Regions from separate parts of the Cricetulus griseus genome. Here region 1 is linked to region 2. Evidence: chromatin contacts called from public Hi-C data. All regions are on one chromosome and are shown on one strand. The core of a region is the stretch at or near the end of the contact, and the rest is flanking DNA. Distances in the headings are between cores, read along the strand shown.

Region 1 (4,853 bases), core at 1,914-4,413, 110 kb after region 2:
TAGGTTAGTAAGTTATTAAAAATAGAGCCCATGCCTTTTTCTAAGCTAAACAGTCTGCTGTCCCACATTCCTCCTGTATCGCTCAGATTTATCTGTACATTAACAATGCTTACCAGCAGATAGCCAAAAAGGCTGGCCAAGTTGGACCAACTTCAAGATTTGTTTCCACGAGGGGGTGTTTCATGCACTTGGCAGAAGCAGGCTGCAACTGTAGCTTCATTTATTACATTGTGCTATAAACATTATGTCCTGAGCTAACAAGATACTCCACATGACAGTCCCATAGGTTACCAAGCACCATAAACATCTGTTAACACAGGCGCCAGAGACAGCATAGTCAAGGCTTGTTGGGTCCATTTGAAAGTGGTTTATGGGGTGTAGTCTACTGTTTAAAAACTAATAATCAAAAACACAACCACAAACCCCGAATAAGGCAAATATTTACCAGGCAGAGTTAGGCTTACTTTGAAAAAGTATGCAGTGATGTCGTCACTTTGTCACTGCCTTTACAGACTTTCGTTTCACACCTTTGCTCATTAAGTACTGGCTTTCCACGACATCCAGGAGACCAAAACTATAATTTCACTGTGATCTATTTGCTCCCAAAAGAAACAGAAGTGTCACTGAGTGTTAATTTACCAACTTTCTCTAAACTAATGAGAAACCCAAAGTTTATATGGGTAAACAAAGGTGATGAAGGAGGATTGGGCTTTTTAAGTTACAAATAATATCTGTCAGGGTCTCTTTGCTTACACTCACCCTTGTAGCCCATCCAGAGATCTATCTGGAGGGAAAGTGAGAAACTAGAGACCTCTTGGCATCTGATCCCAGAACACAAAGCTTTTCTTTTCTCAGGAGGAAAGATAATTTCCAACTACAGCATATATATATATATAATATATATATATATATATATATATATATATTTCAGTAGCTGTCATCTCAAGAATTAAGGGACACCTTGAGTGATCTATGCAGAAAGCAGCCAGGATCACCAGTTGCTATTATACATCTAATTTCTGTAGGAGGAGGTAGGTACTATCTCAGCCACAGCCCGGGGTATTCAGGAGTAAACACTCCTGAGATCACTTACCCCCTGAACACAAACAGCAGCACCCAGAGGCACATAGATCCACAGTGAATCTGCCCTCATCTCTCAAGTTCTGTAACCATATGTGCACATACCTCCTATATGCTCAAATGCTCTCCCTCTCAGCTTTCCAGAAAGTTCCAGAAACTGCCATTTCCAGCCCTCAGACATTCCAAAGCAGGTGATTTAAGTATTTAAAGACCGGGAAATTTGTTCTTATTCAAGAGCTGCTTTGTCTTCACAGCCCTCTGGCTTCCCGATACCTTTCTGTGTCCCTTCAAGATCTCCTGAAGGTACCAACAGCAGACTGCATCTCTATGGTTTCTTTCTCCTTTTCCACACTCTGGCTCAGGAGGCCAACACACCTCTTAGGGCGCTGCCAGACATGCGTACACACACACACACACACACACACACACACACACACACACACACACACACACACACAGCAGCAGCAGCAGCAGCAGCAGCAGCACATCCCTTCAGCACACACACCAGAGCCAGACTCCGGATCCCTGCAGCCAGTACTGCAAAGGTACTCCCCAGTGCTATATATGTCCTTGTCCAGAAATAGTTTTCCCCATGCATCCACAAGTGGCTAGCCCTGTAGCCCTGTCTTGAACCCAGTACATGTAGCCAGCAGCCCAACCCCCTCCTCCTTCAGACAAGCACTTACCCCATTCACCCGCTCAGGACTCTGTAGTTCTGTCAGAACTTTGAGTCTGGTTGATTTCATAACCACGAGTGTGTCCAGAGCTGGGACAGTTGGGCTTGCCACAATTTCCACCCACCACAGTTCATGGAGACTGGTGGCAGTGACTCTATTGACCCTAGCTCTTCTGCCAGCATGCAGCTGCAGCCTGCACAGACGTGCAAAGGCGGTGCGCTGCAGGGGTCGTGTGCTCACAGCCCACCTTCCCTCCCCCGGGAGTCCCTATGGTCTCTCCACCCTGGGACTTGCTTCAGATAACAGCAGCAGCAGCAGCAGCAGCAGCAGCAGCAGCAGCTTGTAGAGTTCCTGTCCCAGCTTGGCAGGCTGACGATGACAAACATTGGTGAAACTTTTAAGACTAACAAATTTGTCTTAGGAGGAAACCTCTCCTTGCACCTCACACCTCACACCCTGGCTGGAGCAGGCACCAACTTGGGATGGTTCTCCTGCAGCCCCCAATTCCTTGTTGCCCCCATCAACTTTCAGCTTCACACAGCACCAAACACACACACACACACACACACACACACTCTCTCTCTCTCTCTCTCTCTCTCTCTCTCTCTCTCTCTCTCTCTCTCTCTCTCTCTCTCTCTCTCTCTCTCTCTCTCTCTCTCTCTCTCTTCAGGACATGGATCCTGTTACACCAACCCATCAGCAAAAACAACTTTTGAGAAGGGGAATGCAACCCACCTCAAACTCATCAAAAAAAAAAAAAAAAAAAAAGATCTGGGCAAATATATAAGTGATCCCCATTTTCATAAGCAGTTGGCATGCCCAGGTCTATTCCCAGGTCTCCTGGCACAGAGTGGGGGAAAAAAGAGCTGGAGTCCCCGGAGTCCCACTGCAGTACCTCGGAGCTTCGCTTCGGGAGACAGAGCGCGGGTTCGCGTCCGCGTCCGCGTGGGGGCTGCTGGCGCCGAGGCCTCACGCCCGCGTGGCCCCAGCTCAGGGTCCCCGCGGCCGCCACCGGGGCTCAGCAGCAGCCTTCGCTGCCACCACCGCTGTAGCAGCCGCCTCTGCCGGTGCCGCCGCTCCCTAGACCGCCTCCTCTTCCCATGGCTGCGCCCAGCTTGGCAGCTCGTGGGCTGTCAGGCTCGGGGAGGAGGAAGGGGGCGGGGTGAAACGGGAAGGGAGGAGGGGGGAGGGAGAGGAAGGGAGGGGAGGGGTGGGAAAAGGCCGCCGACCTTCAGTTCAGCGAGGGGGCCGTCGCTGCCCGGTTACAGGCTGCCCAAGCGACGGGCAGCGGGAGTTGAGGGCGGCCGGCTCCGGACCCGCTGCCGGGAGGCAGAGCGCCGCCCCCGCTACTCATTCCGCGGGGCTGGGATGAAGCTTTCTGGCAAGGAGTTAGGAGTTGGTGCGTGTCACTCTCAACTGGGCAGCGGGGCTCCTCCTAGAGGAAAATATTGGTAGTTGCGGGAGACTTCCCTCCTCTCCACCCACAGGGTTTCCCCCACCCCCCCAAAGAAGGCAGGACCTAGAAGTCCCCAAGTGCAGGCTGTATATTCAAAGAACACGCGCAGAGAAGCGCAGCTCCTGCAGGTACCAGAAGAAGACACTTTGGCAAGTGTGATGAGTCCATCGTGTTTCGTTATTCAGTTGGCCCCTGTTTTCAAACTCCTTATCACTGGGACAAGTAATAAGGTCCTTCCCTATCTATCTATTGGAGAGGTTAAAAAATGGAGACCTAGTAGGTAACTTACCGAGAATGCACACGTGTTTGCAGAGAGCTATGTAGAGTTCAGAGCACAGACCTGCAGGGACAGCAGGACTAGGGTTCAGGCTGAGCAGTCTGAGGTTTGTCCTTGTTTGTGACCTAGAGTTTTAAATACCCAGTGCTGGGTACTGTTCATCTCTCAGACACAGGCTCTTGCTACCTTATCCCTCTTTGTCGGAAAAATTAACCAAGACGGGAGTGGTCAAAGTACTTCCCAAAGTCAGAGTGGTTCGTAAGTATTTTCATGAAGCACCAAAAGGCCAGTTACCATGCACTTCTCTCGGCATAGAGTACAAAGGTACAAAAGTCCAGCTTGGGGCTGTCTCCGATCTGCAGGAGCGACTGGTCACGTGATCTGTTTACTTTGTACTGACAGCTCCTTGGAACCCCACTTACCTACAACCTTCTCACTGTTTCCCTTTACAGAGGGACTCCCCCTGCCCCTTTTCACATTGCTTTCAGACCCAGAGTCACAGTTAAATGGTTAGGTACGACAAAAGAATAAAATGCCTATTCCACATCAAGAGTGGGGTGAAAACCTAGGAAAACAGAACCGAAGGAATCTTTTCTTAGCATGCTTCCCAGGATCCTTTTCTCGGCTACCTTCTTGTTCTAGAATACAGAAAGGGGGAAAGATTCTGGAAATAATGTGTTTCGTGGCTGTCCTAATCAGGAGTAGGGGTGGGATGCCTTGTGGCCTTGAACCAGCCCTGTTTCACAGGCAGCCTTTCTCTAAGAGTCCCTCAATCCTCCAGTTTCTGTGCTTTGATGGTGGTGCTCACTGACTCTGGGGCTTTTAAAGGGAGAGTTGCCCACATAGAGAAACCTGAGAAGGAAACCATGAGGTCAGGCAAAACTCCTGCTGGGTGGTCTGTGCCTGCCAAGCCTGGCTGGAAGGCCAGTGCTGATGGGAGTGGAGACCAGGCAGGCCTCACATGCTGACTTCTCTCTGTCTGAGGTGACCTTCCATGAATGCGCTTTGGATCCTAGCAACACCAACCTATCTCCTTATGACCTGTCTGTGTTCTCTCCTCTTTCATCTTCCCTTCTCTCCAAATCCAGAGAAAATCTTGATCTAGTCTAGGAGATGCCAAATGGTCTCATGGAAGATTTTCCAAGTTCTGATCTTGCTCCAAGGTGACTTCAGGGTCATGCTTGAACAAAGCATGGTTGTCCTCATGTTGCTCTGGCTTCAGCTGCAGCCTCCATTCTGTGAGACATGAAAGCAGATTACTCTGTGTTTGGTAGAAACATCATCAGGCATTGACAGCATGTGAAAAGGTATACTGGCTCATGTGTGATATTAAAGAAACAGATTGGGGTGTAGCTTGACAGGG
Region 2 (4,534 bases), core at 1,214-3,713:
GACCTTTGAGGTCAGTGGGGCCCTGGTGAGGAGGGGTGAAGAGTAGAGAGTGTGGAAAGATATTCCAAACACACTGCTGTCCTGAAGGATAACTCTACTTTTGTGTGTTGCTTTTCATTATGTTTTCATGCCTCTAAACCAATGAAGACGACTGTTATTCAAAGGAAAGTTCTTGCCTAACAGCAGGTATGAAATCCCCAGAGTGCTTGTCCTTTCTACTCAAGCCCAATTAGCATCAACATTAGTACATTAGATAATGCTTCTCTCAGACTTATGAGCTTCCCCCACCTTTCTCCTTTTTAAGATTTGTTAAAAAGAAAATACACTTTTGTGTATTTATTTACAATTTCATTTAAAAAATAAAGATATATTCATTCTTTGGCATCTCAAAACTTCAAATGAATGAAAACCTGGGAAATTGTGCCTTCTCTTATAATGCTGATTCAAAACCAAAGACACTGTGAAAACAGTAACAGACTAAAGGTGTATAGCTATTCTTTGTACACCTTAGAAAACCTTCAGTCTTGTTACAGGATGACAGTGAAAGGCTAGGGAATAAGATAAAAGAATGCAGGTTGCTTGGAACTCACCTTTAAGCCCCAAGAAAGCTCCAGCTCAGATTAACACATGTGAAATAAAATACAAGGCCAGTGTTTAATGGGGGCTATTTTCTTTCCTTTTTAAATAACAGGCTTAATTGTGAACCCTTTTAGCCATGACATTTTAGCAATGCTGATAGACTATGAATTACAAAACCAAAGGAGAGAAAATGAGGATGAGTCTGAAGGAATCCTTTGAGGTGGGTTCTGCAAGAGAAGGAAAAGAACCACTCATGCAAACCAGTGTGGGAGTTGACTCAACTATCACACAAAATGGCATGAGGACTAGGGATGGTCTTTGCAGTCTTTGGATGAGTCTACTCTGCAGAAGCACCCATGTAAGCTAATACTGGCTTAGCAGCTGCACTGGGAGCTCCTGGAAATGTATCTACTTATCAGATAACGAAGCTTAGAAGTGACAGAAGACAGAAAGCTGGAATCCAGCTTCTTGGTATGACTCTTTCCTTGCTGCACCAGGCACACAGAGAGCAAAGAAATTGTCCTATCTCCATAGAGCTGTAGCATCCAGAGACATCCCCCACTCCTGCCTTGTATTATAGTCAAAAGCTGAAGAGGTTGGGTGTGGAGAGTTGGCTCTGCAGCTAGGAATGCCTGTTGCTCTTGCACAGGATCTGAGTTCAGTTCCCAGTACCACACTGTGGCTCAACCATCCATAACTCCATTTCCAGGAGATCTGACACTCTCTTTTGACTTCCATGGACACCAGGCATGGAGGTGCAGACAAAACATTTATAAAATAAATCAATAAATCTAAAAAAATTAAAAAGAATTTGAAGAGAAACCTCACATTGTTTATGTGCCCTAAGGAAAAATATTACTGAAATAAGCTAATAAAAGAAGAATATGAAAAAAACCATCAACAGACTAACAAGGGTAAGCTCAAGATGGTTGGCAATCTCACATGATCTGGGAGTGGGAGGGGAGTAGACAAGTGAACACAACATTTATGTCAGTGCTCCAGTTTTGGCTCTGCTCTGCTGGTTATAACAGATTAACTATTTAGTTTCCCCCAAAGCTTGCAGGAGAACATGTACCTGTCTTGTGAAATCTAGGATCAACTGCATCAGCTGTGTGGCTTTTACTGTTTTTTACCCCCACAGAGCTCCCCTACTAAACAGTTCAGGATCCAGGAGTATTAAATCAAGGGCTGGGGATTGTAGAGAGACCGGATAATTGTTAAACATAAACTAGCAGGAAAACTGAATGGTTTTATCATAAATACAGAAAGTACCATTCTGTGTGGTTGGATTTCATTTCCCACGGTAGATATTATTTCCATATTACTAAGTAGAAGAGCAAACAAGTATTAAATAGTATATGGAAATCTTAAAGAAATACAGGAGGGATTTCATCTAGTCGGGTTGTATTGCAGCTCGAGATTTTCCACTTGCTGTGTGATATGCCATGACCTTTGGAGACTCTTTAATTTCATTGCCTCCAGGATGAGAAAGGACCACTCCAGGATCTCAGAAGGTCTAGGAAGGATGCAAGGACATTAAACCAACTAAGAGTCCTTCATACTGACAGAGCTCAGTTCCTTTTCAGCTTGTCACTTAGTGACTGGAAAGAAAGAAACCCCAAAGTTTTTCATTTCCCCCAAGACTTCAAAATCCAAATGTTGAGGAGGTAGATGAAGAACTATTTTATTTTGCAAGAGATAGAATTTGGGTTAATGTTAGAAAAAGAAGAGGAGGGAGAAAAAGTCAGGGTAATCTTGCAGGTAGATTTCTGAAGCCTGCAAAGAAGCTCATGGATAGATGCCAGTACTTGTGCGCCAATTGTGTCTAAAGAGCTTGAGGCAGCCCTAATAATTCCTGGCATAGCTATGGTCAGTGAAGTCCAGTCAGGGCATATGGTGACCTGTGTGAACTAGCCAGATACTTTGGTTGGTTACTATTTTACTGCTTGTCAGCACCTCCACTAGAGGGCAGCAGGTGGAAAGGAGAGGCTGTCAAAAGGGATTAACATTGATATTTGATGACAGGGGCTGTCAAGGTTGAGTGCAAAGGGAGACAACGGGTAAGTTGATTGTGTGGGAAAAGTGAGTCTTTAACCACTGGGTTTCCATTTCTAAGTGAAGCCCTGGGTGACTGAAGGAGCTCAGCATCAGGAAGAGGATGCAAAAGGTTATTGTCAAAGCAGCCCTTTCACTGATGTTTGGACTTATACATACACACACACACACACACACACACACACACACACAGACACAGACAGATAAACAGATAGACAGACAGACAGACAGACAGACAGACACACACACACACACAACACACACACACACACACACACACACACACACAAGCACACACACAGGCATACACAGACACAGACATACAGGCACACATAGGCACACACACACATCACAGACACACAGAGACATATACAGACACAGACATACATGCATACATAGGCACACACATACATTCACATAAACACACACATAGAAACACACACTCTCTCTCTCTCTCTCTCTCTCTCTCTCTCTCACTCACTCACATTCACACCATGAAGACTCCAGAGCATTTCTCTACTTTTTCAGTATCCATACATTTGGAGCTCACGGATTAGTAATTTTCAAAATATTATCCCTTATTCTAAGATCAGCCAAAGTTGGTCCTATACAGGAACTCCAAGGTCTCTTCCAAGTATAAACAGACTAAATTGGTGAACACACTATATATTTAAGAAATCTTCAAACTTGTCTCTTGTAATTTGTTTTTAGAGAAAGAAAGGACAGAGGTAACTAAAGTTGCTCCAGTGGTTTGCAATTTATAGTTCTCAGAGTACTGTGCCAGGCATGGCCTCTCTGAACATTTCAATTCACACCGCAGACCTGTGGGTAGAAAGATTCTTAAGTCCACTGATGGCTCAGGAAAGCAAGTTCCAGCAAGGCTGCCTTACACTGGTGAGACCATGAGTAATGACTTCAGACTTTTTATTGTACTCCATTCCAATGCTCAGTGGTGTCTCAATTCTGTTCTAACCTAGGATTTAGAATTAATCCCATTGTCAAATAACTTAGTGGAACTTGGAGAATGATGGCAACATTCAAGTTATGTGCAAGGTTCATGGGTCAAGAGCCAAATTTTGCCTCACCAGAGAGCACACCGATTTCCTAATGCTGTTGTCTCAATCTGAACAGCACACTTCAACTCTTTATTTTGGCAGTCACTCTGTGGTGAGACAAGCAGATGGTATTTCTTACTTTGCAATGTTTCAAGGTCTTCAGATAGATTCCAGTGAATCTTGCTGTTAAAGGTAATAGGTAGAGGCTGTGATTTTGGCCCTTCCCCTGCCAACAACCACACTGAACCTTGGAGAACCCATCGACTTCTCTGAATATGAACTCCTCATTCATTATAGATGTCATGCGTGTCCCTAAAGCTTCCTACTAGATTTGTTCTTTGTGCCTTTGAGATTCATTCTTATGCTGTTAAACTAATTTCTAACAATGAAACCTCAGGAGATTGACATGAAATATTCAAGATCAGCTTCTGTATACAGATAAAGAAACAATGAACTGATTTCTATAGCCTTCTATACTAGGTGATTTGATTATTTATTATTCTTGCAGCCTGTTGTCTACTTCATCTGTATGTCCACTTCCCACCCTCCCATGTTTCACTCAAGGAAGCTCCTTGACAAAAGGGTTTTATTTTAGAATTTTTGTCCACTGAGTCATTATAATTACATAGAATACTATAGAAGTTAGCAAGTGCTCAACATTATTTGTTGAACATATTAATCCCTGGTATCTTTATGAAAAGTATGGACATTTTCAAGTTAGAGACAATAAAGCCACTTTACCTCACAATAAAGATTAGAGTTTCAGAGTCAGCTGTCGCATAAAGGCTATTAATCCAGGCTTATGCTGCACATGGCATATTTATTTATTCTACTATAAGTACATT

What was found. A called contact is a pair of places that touch in the nucleus more often than the background predicts.
Region 1: a contact with region 2 is called in a Hi-C map of liver, with 2.9 times the contacts expected there. The contact joins the promoter of Ghr here to the enhancer-like site in region 2.

What each region holds. Positions count from the first base shown.
Region 1 is chr2:337,912,977-337,917,829 of CriGri-PICRH-1.0, forward strand. Ghr (growth hormone receptor) reads right to left here and starts at 3,164. Exons shown (of 10, transcript XM_035440588.1): 1 at 2,987-3,164.
Region 2 is chr2:337,799,253-337,803,786 of CriGri-PICRH-1.0, forward strand. All of the region lies in intron 2 of Ghr (growth hormone receptor), which reads right to left. Among named protein-coding and RNA genes, the nearest start is that of Ghr, 110 kb to the right of the region's middle. Within about 2 kb of position 2,464, at least 2 of the 6 cell types and tissues checked have open chromatin away from gene starts, as enhancers often do.